Linked DNA regions of Hordeum vulgare: regions 1 and 2 are each linked to region 3. A link is a contact called in public Hi-C data. All regions are on one chromosome and are shown on one strand. The core of a region is the stretch at or near the end of the contact, and the rest is flanking DNA. Distances in the headings are between cores, read along the strand shown.

Region 1 (3,761 bases), core at 1,057-3,556, 130 kb before region 3:
ATCGTCCATCACATGCATGCATGCCCGCCGCTGCAAGCAAGAAGAAAGAAAAATGAAGCGCATCGACATGCGCACGCACGGTGCCGGCCGGGCGTCGACCATGTGAATGTGAGAGAGGAGGGATGCCGATCGATTGCCGAGGCGAGGCGGTTGAAGGGGGGGGGGGGCGAGCGTGCCGTGTCGTCTCCGACGAGGCCGGGGACGGATGCGGTGCGCGGCGTCAGCGGGGGCCGCGGGTGGTGGCGCCGCGGTCTGGGCCAGAAACGGCATCTAACCGCCGCCTCCTCCGCTCCAGGACCGAGCGCATCGGCCGTTGCTGTAGGTTGCGCGGGCCACGTCCGGGTAGTTGCGTCCGTGGGCTCCTGCTTGCACCCGCCGCTACCGCTGCCGTCTGCCCGTGCACCAGAGCAAGCCATCACCGGCACTCTGTGGCCGCCCCAGGCGCCATCACCCTACCGCCGCGTCGATCACCAACCAAATACACCTGCCAAGTACTAAACGCCATGGCGTGCGGTCGCCGAAAAGTGGACGATGCCGGCCGGCGACGCTTGCCAAGTTCAAACCATGCGCGCGCGCGGCGGCACGTACGTGCGCACGTTAGCCGGCCAACCCAGCCAAGAGCTACGGCCAACGGCGAAACCCCACCCACGGCGACGGCGCCGCGTGTCCCACCGAGGTCCGGCCCGCCCAACGCTGCGCCGCCAAGTGTCAGGCCGGTCCAATGGCCGGCGCTCAGCTCCAGCCTCCACGGACGTTCGCCACGTACGGCGACACTTACGCACGAACTCCCACCGGATCGACACGTAGCAGTACGTGAGGGGCGCGATCAATCGAGGCATCGGGCTATCCGTCTCGGCACGTCGTGGTCACGGCCATTGTCCATGGTTTCTGGGTCCCTAACTGCCGGCCGGTTATGGAAAAGTTAGGTGTTTCTGGTGGGCGTGGAGCGGTTCGTACTATACGTAGCGTAGATGCCCCGCGTCGACCGCCCGACACGTGTGTGTAGACGGTTAGCAGAGGAGTCGGTCGTCGACGTCACACCTAAAATGACGGGACGTCAGTTGCACTAATCAATCAATTATCTCACGTGTACAGTGCTCGCTACGTTGCATCCACCACCGACTTGTAGTACGTACGTACGTAGTGCCGATCATAGTTAGAGTTTGGTTGAGCCGGTACTCACCGCCGGTAGCAAGGATCGATCGATTGTCCGGGTAAAAGTCGTGCGTGCGTGCGTGCGTGCCTAGGGTTTAACTGAGCCGGCTGCATGCACTTAGGTGGGTGACGAGGCATTAGAGTGACATACTGACATGACAATTTACTCACTTACCTAGATGATCGGTGGGTAGATGATGACTTTTGCCGCGATCGAGCACGGACATGCAATAACAAAGTTTTCTTATTTATTTTATTATAAACAGAGATTTTCTACGTGGCACGATGCCCATCATAATTGAAACCTGTCCCGCAGGAAACAAACATAATTGAAACCTAAGATCGTAGCTAGCTAGTGATCACACACGTTTTTGTAGTCGATGATAATATCTCCTACCAATGAAAGTACATAGATAAACAGACCGAAATAAAAACAGAAATACGCGAGCATCGTGCCACGTTTGGTTCGCGATGCACATCATAATTGAGACCTACAAGTACGTAGTGAAATTAAAGAATGGTAGCAAATTAGTTAGTACTAGAACAACAGCATTATGTATTATACAAGAGGCCATGCATGACTTCACTTGTCTCCCCACTCACTTATCCACCGCGTCGCGTGCGCGTGCTGGTTTAGAAAGGGATCTCGCCGGCACTAATATATCCGCATCATCCTCGATCACTTTACGGAAGAACGATATAAAAACCGCATCATTAGCGCGTCTCCAAACACTGGTCGACCCACTGACCCACACTCCCCGAGCACGATATCGATCGACCCTGCATGCGCAGCTAGCTACCGACCACGCTGACTGACGCACGGCGGGGCCGGACGACGACGACCTATATATCTCGGTCATGGCCGGGGGACGTCACCAGGGAATGGGAATGGATGCACCGCCGGCCACAGCGTCCGAGACGTACGTGTGTGCATGTGTGCGGGGCCATCGGGGTCACGACATGCGCCGACGCGATCCCGACGGATCGGGCTCGGGATTAAGAAACGCGCTGGGAACCTCCGATGAACGATCCGGTGGTTGTCGAGATGTTGTGATCACTAACCAGCCGGCCGGCCCCGACGGGATACTATAGGGATGTGTGGACCGTGACTCGGCGGACAGGTGGACCAACCGGGGGCGCACACGTTTGAGGGTGCAACTGAGCGATGACCGGAAAGCTACCTAGCACACTTATATGACTGATTTGGGCGGTTGGACTGTATGCACGCGCGGTGGCTCTTAGTTGTTAGAGCATCTACAACCGGCCCCTGCTTTTTCTCATTTCTTCCAACGGACATGTCACAATCTATCTGGATCAAAAGACTGCATCTAACGGGAGTGCGGCGTTGCAGAGGCCGGGCTCTAGTGAGCCTGATATTTCAAAAAAAAAAAGTAATATATATTTAAAAGCTTCGAAAAATATCAATTTTTTTATATAAATATATATACATGGTAGTTTAGTATGTAAAAAGTTTCATCAAGTAATTTGGCTTTTTTGCATTCTACACAAAAAAGATAACAATCTGGCCCAAATACAACAAAAATAAGGCCCATTTTAATCTGTGTATTTGTCTTTTTTTATACGCTACATAAAAACATAAACATTAGTGAAAATTTATACACGTATATTACAAATACGTATCCATGTATATGCTTTTTTCACATTTTTTTAGTATGTGAAAATGGTATTTTCGTAAAAAAAATATACCGGGCTCACTGGAGCCCGGGTGCCGCTCTGCTTTTTCGGATCTAATGGACCCTTTAAATCCTAGCTCAAATATTTGGACTGTCCTCCATGCCTAAAACGGAACCCAATGTAGGTCGGATATAACGATGCTCAGACACGGCTGCCACATCGGACCAGCCTATGCTGGCTCATTCTGACCCACATAAACTGTTGAAATTGGTAGTGGGCTTTAGGCCCATTAGGGAATTTTAGAAAAATCTCCAAGGACCCATGTAGGTGGTGGCATGACAAGGTGGTGGGAAGTTTAGTCCCACCCCGCTAGTGGAGAATAAGTTGGACCCCTTTATAAGGGTCTCTCTTCCACATGCTATTGGAGAGTGAGAAGAGAAAGTGCCCTCGCGCACTCCTCCTCGCCACGCCACGCCTCGTCGCGCCGCGGGTTGCGGGAATTAGCCGAGCCGAGCTCATACCTACGCGCTTATTTTTGTCGGTCAGGAACGAAGAATACGTAACGGACACGGCACGATCCGAGACGTCGGATCGTGGGCTGTTACCGACTCGGACGTGGGTTCGGCCCACGTCTCTCCACCGAGCCGCCTTTATAAGCAGGCTATCGCCTACCCTAGCCGTCACGAGAATCAGATCGCATCTGCCTCACGCGTTCGTTCCTTTTGCTGCTGATGTCGCCGGCGACTCCGTCCCGTTTACCGCGTACACGGTCGACGGGAGAGCAGGCCTCCGAAACCCCGTCTCTCTGGTTCCTGTACGAGAGAGGGGCGATTAGGTTTTTGGGGAGCGATCACGCGACTACTCGCCTCCGTCCGTCTGCTTCATCTACGTCCGCGTCGCCCTCGTCATCAGCATGTCTTCACCAAGCGAAGCTGACCGTCTCGTCCGCGAGAAGGCCGAAGCCGAGAAGA
Region 2 (4,061 bases), core at 491-2,990, 220 kb before region 3:
TGGGGGTTGTTGAAAAATTACATGATAAATTATGTATAAAAAGCATGATCACATGCGCACAACCAAACTAATAACTGACCCATAAACAACATGATAACTTTGATCCGGAATGGGTTGTTTGAAAACATACCCTCGATAACTTTTGTGTTAATAACAAGGTGCTCCACGCACAATATATGCACAATAGAGCTGATAATTTACTTAGATGTGGTAATTTTTTGACGAGGGAAAAAAGTGTTGAACCACCCTTTTCTGGTAACTCATGTCTCTATTATGGTAATTTACACACACCGGCATTGATAACTTACTTAGCCGAGACATGATAACTATTTTTGATTTGTGGTGGGGGTGTTGAAAAAATACATGGTGAATTGTGTGTAAAAAGCATGTTAACATGCGCACAAACCAAACTGATAACTCATCCACAAACAACATGGTAACTATGATTCGGGATGGGTTGTTTGAAAACATACCCCTGATATTTTTTTTGTTAATTGCAAGGTGCTATACACACAGTATACATGATAACTGTCCCATGCTTTAACCTTCTCGTACTGTAGTTACCACCCTTATCATGGTGTAATTATCATGTTGCTCATACTATATTTATCACGCTCGCCATACCAAAGTTATCAAGCCAATCTTTATTATTTTTTCTCATATGGCAGAAACAAGAAAGGTTCAAATAACATTGTTTATCTACAATAGACAACAACTAAAGGTGCCTTAGTTGATTATTGGGCTCAAAGTAAAAGATTTAATATTGATGTATATGGTTTTCGAGAGAAGAAAAAAAATCGATGGAATCGAGCGTGCGGGTCGCGAGAGGGAGATGGGTTACGATCGTCCGAATTTGTCGCTAACGTCCGGTCGACTGGACGTTATCATAGTCCTTATGTTTATATATGTAACCATAGATTTTTTGAAAAGCCTGTAACAAGTACGGGCATTCTACTCATAGATGTTGGTGGAAGGAGAGTAGGAAAAAAATCCGACAAAGATGAAAAGAGTGACGAAAATAAACCGATACACACCGGCTACCAAACCTATCATCATGACCGCAGACTTGCTCCTTAGAAATTGAGATCATATGAAATATCCAGTTGCAATTAATATTCCGCCTAATATTAACGTGTGTGTACACGCACGCATTTACTAGATTTAAGGAAAGATTACAAAACAGTAAAGTAAATTACAATATAGCTCTACGATCTTTTTCGAAAGGATCAACTCCATCCTCATCTTCAGTTGCCTCGAGGTTTAAGAAAAAATGCATGCAAGCAATTTTTCGAATATTCATCAACTATCGTTTCCCTTGAGTCCCAGATCGGGAGAATTGTACGGAGGCACTCTCGAGTCTCGAGATGAGAAACCCTAACTAGTGGAAACCAATATGGACGTGTTCATGTCATTCATTTATTTATTTGAAATCAAAAGCGAGTAGGAGGAGTGTTTGGTCCACAAGGGGCCGGCACTTCCTTGGGAAAAAGTTGATGGGCCGGCACTTCCTCGGAAAAAAGTTGATGGGCCGGCCCTTTCCGGTGTGGCTTTCAGAGCGGATCCGTGTGTCCAACAGGAGGATACGTGCCGAGATGCCGCCGGACGGCGACTGTCCGACGCTGACACCCACTGCCGGTGCTGCTGCTGTACCGTCCAGATCCGGTTGCCCACTGTTGGCAGCAACCCCCCTCACCGGCGGCCAGCCTCCGAGCCGAGGCCAAAGAGGAGGAGCGCGTCGAGCCGCTTGACTGCAGCGCGCGCGCGCGCATCTCCATGCCAGCAACGTGCGAGGCGCAAACCACCAGAAATCGAAACATATTTACTGCCCGTGCACGTGACTCCAGACTACACGACAGAGGAGCCGCGCTTGTGAGCGCATCGCGGCCGTCGGGAGCATCGGACGGCCAGGCGCCAGGCGGGCCGTATAAATCCACCCATCCATCCAGCCAGGTCACCCGCACCGCACCTCACCAACCTCCCCGGCCGCAGCAGCACAGCAGAGGGCAGCCCTTGGCTCCGCAGAGAGACGCGGCACCCACGATGGCGGCGCCCACCTCCTCCACCCTCGCCCCCTTCCCCCACCCCAAAACCCTAGCCGCCGCCGGAGGCTCCTCGTCCATCTCATCCTCCGTCGCCTTCTCCCCGGCCGCCTCGCACCCCGCATGCGCCCTCACACGCCGCCGGGCGGTCGCCGCCATGGTCGCGGCCCCGGCCAAGGTCGGCGCCGCCATGCCCTCGCTCGACTTCGACACCGCCGTCTTCAACAAGGAGAAGGTCTCCCTCGCCGGCCACGAGGAGGTACCCCGCACCCCCCCACTGCTTTTCATGTCTCCCGTCTCCCCTGCGGCTGCTTTCCGCTCTAATTTCTCACGATTTATCCGTTTCCTGTGCTGCCCGCAGTACATCGTCAGGGGCGGGCGGAACCTCTTCCCGCTGCTCCCGGAGGCCTTCAAGGGCGTCAAGCAGATCGGGGTCATCGGATGGGGCTCACAGGTCCACTCTCCACCTTCCCCTTTGCCCCCCCTCCTCTCTCTCTCTCGATTTACCATGACTGTCTACTCCACTGCTACTTGAGACTGTGCTTGGATGAGCACATCACTCGATGCGGTCAAACGGACCGACCGATTTCACACAGATTTGTTCTGCTCTGCTGCTGTTTGGGTTCAGAGGAGTCTGCAGGTCCGTGCGCTGGCTCTAATAGAGATTTCTCATGGTGCTTTTGCAGGGTCCGGCGCAGGCCCAGAACCTGAGGGATTCCTTGGTGGAAGCCAAGTCTGACATCGTCGTCAAGGTTAGCTATCCTCATGTAGTAGTATCCAGCTTCAGACATGGGATTGAGTTTTCACTGTCTGTTAAGTGAAAAAGTTCTGAAGCTTTGGCTTGCAGCCCTGAGCGAACACCCACAGCTAATGTTTATTGTTTTCTTCAGCTTTATAATAACTTGCACCGGGCACTGTTTTATCACTTGTTCTTGCTTAAAGTGAAAATTTGGTGCTATACAAATTGGAATATGCAAATTATGTGACAGCTTATATTCTGCGCCATTTGGTAGTATGTACTTTGGCAGTATAAATGTCAGTTGTTCAAATAGGCTGTCTTTTTGGTTTCAGATTGGTCTCAGGAAAGGTTCCAAGTCTTTTGAGGAAGCACGTGGTGCTGGATTCACTGAGGAGGACGGAACATTGGGGGACATATGGGAGACAGTTTCAGGCAGCGACCTTGTGCTGCTGTTGATCTCAGATTCTGCACAGGTGCGCATCATGCTCACCAGCTTTCTGCGTGATTTTCAGCTTTCCTTTGTTAAGTGTTTGTTTAGATTTGGCTTAGTTTCAGGATGATGTTACTTTGCATCCTGTTGTTTTAATTAATTATTATATTTAACCTGCATGTTCGATCTGGAGCATACTATCTATCATTCCCTGCATGATACATTTGACGATTCCCACCATCACTTTATTCTATCCTTGTAATTAAAGTTCTCATTTACTTTCTGCAGGCAGACAACTATGAGAAGATCTTCTCTCACATGAAACCAAACAGCATTCTTGGTTTATCTCATGGGTTTCTCCTTGGTCATTTGCAATCACATGGCCTTGATTTCCCAAAGAACATCAGCGTGGTTGCTGTATGTCCCAAGGGAATGGGCCCGTCGGTTCGGAGACTGTATGTTCAGGGCAAGGAAGTAAACGGTGCTGGCATCAACGCTAGCTTTGCTGTTCACCAGGTATGGTATTTTGCCAGACTTCTTTTCTAGTATCAATTTGGTGTGAAGAGATGCAGCTATGGACTGAGCACCTTTGTGTGTTTGCTCTTTTTGGTGTATAGGATGTTGATGGAAGGGCAACTGATGTTGCTCTTGGATGGTCGGTTGCACTAGGATCCCCGTTCACCTTTGCTACTACTCTAGAACAGGAGTACAAGAGTGATATCTTTGGGGAGCGAGGTGAACCTCCTTTTCTTCTTTGTGAAGTTATGTTGCCTGGTATGATTGGCGCTGTTACTAACAAGTTTGTGTCCAGGAATTTTGCTGGGTGCTGTCCATGGCATCGTGGAGGCTCTGT
Region 3 (3,953 bases), core at 457-2,956:
ATCCATCGTGTAGGCTCTAGAGTTGGCAAAAACTCGCCGTTCATCGCTTCTATCCTTCGCAGTGCATGTTGGAAACGATGGTTGGAGATGTCATGATGCTTCACCACACACATGCAAGTCGAACAACTAGGAAATTTTGCAGGCACTTTTGATGGAAGTATGATTCCCGTAGTATTCTTAAGTGAAATCAGGTTTTGATAGTAAGAGGGGAGGAATATTTATGTTTTCTTGCCGGGCAAATGGAAACGAGAATTGCAACAAATGTGCGGTAAGACGCGTCAATGCCGGACGGAATAAATTCCTGGTGATAGGTGTCTAGACCTCTACCCCAAAGTCACGAATGAAAAACTTCCTATTTGGGTCTTTATGAGACTAGTGTAAACAAGTGGTCACGATAGTTAGATTCTCGTTTGACACAACAAAGTTGTCTTTGGGGTGTGTGTTGATCTTTATTGCCTTAATTTGACCTTTGATAGTTAGGTTTATTCTTGCTACACTTAAACCATCTTTTCAATCAAAGCCTGAGCCACACTCGTGGTGAATGAACGGTGGCAATGTTGCGAGCGGAAACGAACGGTGACGTTGCTCCTGTGTAGGATCCCATGATGGCGAAAACTTGGCATTCATCACTTCTCTCCTTAACGGTGCATGTTGCAAGAGACAATTGGAGAAGTCATGACACTTAGGTGAGTGGAACAGCTAGGGAATATAATCCAGCTTTTGCATACACTTTAGATGGAAGTATGATTCCCCTTGTATTCTCAAGCAAACCAGCCCATGACTGTAAGAGGGGAGGAATATAGAAATTTACTTGTTAATGCCCGACATATGGAAATGAGTGTACATTCAGAATAAATTCTTTGTGAATGTGGCTAAGTGTCTTTCCCAGAGTTGCAAATGAAAACTTCCCACTTGAGTCTTTTTGGGACTGCTATCAACCATTGGTCTCGAGGCAGCAAGATTCTCATTGACACAAAAAAAGTTAATTTTATTCGTATCATACAAAAAACCACCACTTCAATTGTACAAAGCCCAAGCCACACTCAATGAATGGACGACGTTGTTGTGCGCAGTCACATGTCAGCTCTTGTGACCCTTTTTCCAAAGAAATGTAGGCTCTTGTAACGGTGAAAGCTTGGGGATCAATCATCTCTTCTATATGCTGCACATCGGAAAAGGGGATTAAAATTTGTTCATACAGTTCACATATCATACATAAACACGTGAACACGGACTCCCTAATATTTTAGATCAATCCCTACGCACCCACAAGAACTACAAACAACTTATGTGACACCCTTCAGCAAAACAACAAAGAAGAGGGGAAGCTCGATCCAGCCGCGGCTTTTGCGCGTCCGACCGACCAAAAAATTGAACTAAAATTCCCGCGCACTCGAACCGATCAAACATAGTATCGAAACAATCAAGCCATTGATTAATCGCGACCCGAGGCCAGTGGCGCGGCGGGTGAGGGAAAGAAAAAAAAAAGGCACAAACCTAATAAAATTTGAAAATAAAAAAACACACGGATCAGATGTGGTCCTCCGGGGGCCCTTAGATTTTCCCTGGATAAATTATGTGCCATCCGTTGGATTTTGACAGGAACCGTAGGGAGGGTTGAAAGGGCCTTGCGCTTTTTTTTTTTTTTTTTTTTTTTTGAGGCGCCATACTTTCAGTTACGGTAGGGAGATAGAGAGGGAGAGATAGGGAGAGAGGGAATCGGTGGTTTGTCCCCGCCTACCTCTCCCGGCTTCTATTTAACAGAGCCCTCCTCCTCCCTCCCCTCTCATTCCATCTCCCAACCAAAAACCTCGCCCACTTCCTCTCCCATTCCTCGACCCCCCCTCCCGAAGAAGGCGGCGGCAGCAGGAGCTGGGTGCCAGTGCGGGGAGTGACCGGCGCGTGGAGATGAAGTATGTGCTGGTGACCGGCGGCGTGGTGAGCGGGCTGGGCAAGGGCGTGACGGCCAGCAGCATCGGCGTGCTCCTCAAGGCCTGCGGCCTCCGCGTCACCTCCATCAAGATCGGTAACCGCCTCCTCCTCTCCGCCCGCTTCTCCCGCCGCCGGTTCCCCATTTCTTTCCTTTCCTTTCCTTCGCCGGTCAAAAACTCAAAACCGGAAGAGAGAGAGAGAGAGAGAGACGGAGGTAAAAAGAAAAGAAAAGAAAACAACGGCCGTCTGCTCGGCTCTGCTCCTCGGTAATGGCGACCACGTGATCTCGCAGCGCACCAACGTGTCCTCCTCTTTGTTTTTTCTCTGTTCTTGGTCCACTCCAATCTCCAAGTTTCAAAACCACCGGTACCATAGCATCTACTCCTAGTTTCTTAACTAACTACTTCTAGCTAGCTAGCTAGTTAGGTTAATTACCGGTACGTACGGTTTCCTTCTTCCCAGATCGCAGAATCAACCAACTCCCGTCCCCAAAAAACAGAGCAAAATGCATGCACCCTGCAGGTTCATTTTTTACAAACAACAGCCTTGAATCTTGATGCTTTATGTGTTTCATTCACAAGATAGATAGGTTTCATATATAGTACGGCGTTCTTGATAGTAGTATTTATTTCGAATTTTTTCCTCTGTTTCATTTGTTATGCTACTCCACTAAACAAACAGCAACTGTCTTGAGGTTAAGTTTTCGTTTTGGGTGCGTTGGCTTTGGAGAATCTCTGATACTTTGCAGTTGTATGTCGGCCAGTGTCACTGTCCGGGTTCCTTGAGACACATGAACTCCTCTCACTTGTCAGGTGTATTTTATATAGTATATAACATGACATGGGGATGGGCCGGTAATCCGGGTCAAATTTGGCACCTCGTGCTCTGCTCGCTCAGGCAGATTTTTTGTCTCAACCCAAACTTTTCTCTTGTTTTGAAAGGCTAGCTCAAACTTTCTGTCTCTTGACCCGGGCCAAGTGCCATGAACCTTTCTTGGGTCTACTTGTTTAATCTTTGTTAGTGTTAGTACCACTAAAAAACTGTATTTTCCCTTGTCCTATCTGTCATGTACTGTGCATCTTGGGTCTAGCAGTAGCACTAGTTCTTTAACAAATCCTTCCTCTAGATTAGTATAATAACGAGATGATAATAATCTGCACTCACCAACGGCCATCTTGTTTATTTTCTCACTGCCATGCCCATGTGATGTGCAGATCCGTACCTCAACACCGATGCCGGAACCATGTCCCCCTTCGAGCACGGCGAGGTCTTCGTCCTCGAAGACGGCGGCGAGGTACCCATTACCACTAGCTGCTGCTTCACCATCAACCTCTCAGTGCTAAACCACTCTAATAAACTGTACTAAACCACTTCTCACAAGCTTATTTGGGGGCTCACTCTGAAATACTCAAGTGTATTTGGGTTATCAAGGAATTTCAGAAAGTGCACCAACCAACCATGGATAACAAAATGCCACCTCTACACCTAGTACAAGATAATGCCACGTCAGCGCCCCAAATTTTGGCACTTGTCCACTTGTCAAAAGGGGCACACTTTTCTTATCTTCTTCCATGTCTTGGTATTCTTAAAAGTTAAAACTCAGCTAAGCATGGCATAATTGCATATCTTTTTCGTTCTTTCGTCGGCTCAAGGGACCGCGTTTTGATATCCCTCTGTCATTTTTTTGGGTCAAAGGTGGACTTGGATCTTGGAAATTACGAGCGGTTTTTGGACATCAAGTTGACCCGCGACAACAACATAACCACTGGGAAGATCTACCAGGTGATCCGGGATATATGATCAGTCTTTGTCTTTGTCTTTGTCTGAATGCACATTGGACTTGAAGGCTATCCAGTGAAAATTTGTGGTTTATACTTCACCTTTGACATTTGCAGACTGGTGATATTTTTTCTTGTTTGGGTACTTGATTGATTACCAGGATTTTCCATGGGACCCACAAATAATTTCTTGTGTCACTTTACCAGAGTTATGTGGTTTACATTTCACCTTGACAAATCTTG

What was found. Hi-C and Micro-C count contacts between places; a contact is called where the count stands out from the background.
Region 1: a Hi-C map of leaf shows a contact between it and region 3, with 2.0 times the contacts expected there. The contact joins the enhancer-like site here to the promoter of LOC123451190 in region 3. A contact is called at or near these places in 2 of 6 Hi-C or Micro-C datasets (both in leaf) and 1 of 1 datasets of contacts at active chromatin or transcription factors (embryo).
Region 2: a contact with region 3 is called in a Hi-C map of leaf, with 2.4 times the contacts expected there. The contact joins the promoter of LOC123451209 here to the promoter of LOC123451190 in region 3. A contact is called at or near these places in 3 of 6 Hi-C or Micro-C datasets (leaf and seedling) and 1 of 1 datasets of contacts at active chromatin or transcription factors (embryo).

What each region holds. Positions count from the first base shown.
Region 1 is chr1H:505,690,751-505,694,511 of MorexV3_pseudomolecules_assembly, reverse strand. No RefSeq gene overlaps it. Among protein-coding and RNA genes, the nearest start is that of LOC123451200, 67 kb to the left of the region's middle. Within about 2 kb of position 2,306, at least 3 of the 3 cell types and tissues checked have open chromatin away from gene starts, as enhancers often do. A contact at or near this core is called in leaf, where this site is marked.
Region 2 is chr1H:505,779,518-505,783,578 of MorexV3_pseudomolecules_assembly, reverse strand. It overlaps LOC123451209 (ketol-acid reductoisomerase, chloroplastic), which reads left to right and starts at 1,740. Exons shown (of 10, transcript XM_045128222.1): 1 at 1,740-2,298; 2 at 2,401-2,493; 3 at 2,726-2,791; 4 at 3,111-3,251; 5 at 3,497-3,724; 6 at 3,826-3,943; 7 at 4,020-4,061. The coding sequence starts at 1,774.
Region 3 is chr1H:505,558,174-505,562,126 of MorexV3_pseudomolecules_assembly, reverse strand. LOC123451190 (CTP synthase-like) reads left to right here and starts at 1,706. Exons shown (of 20, transcript XM_045128201.1): 1 at 1,706-2,026; 2 at 3,147-3,226; 3 at 3,628-3,714. The coding sequence starts at 1,909.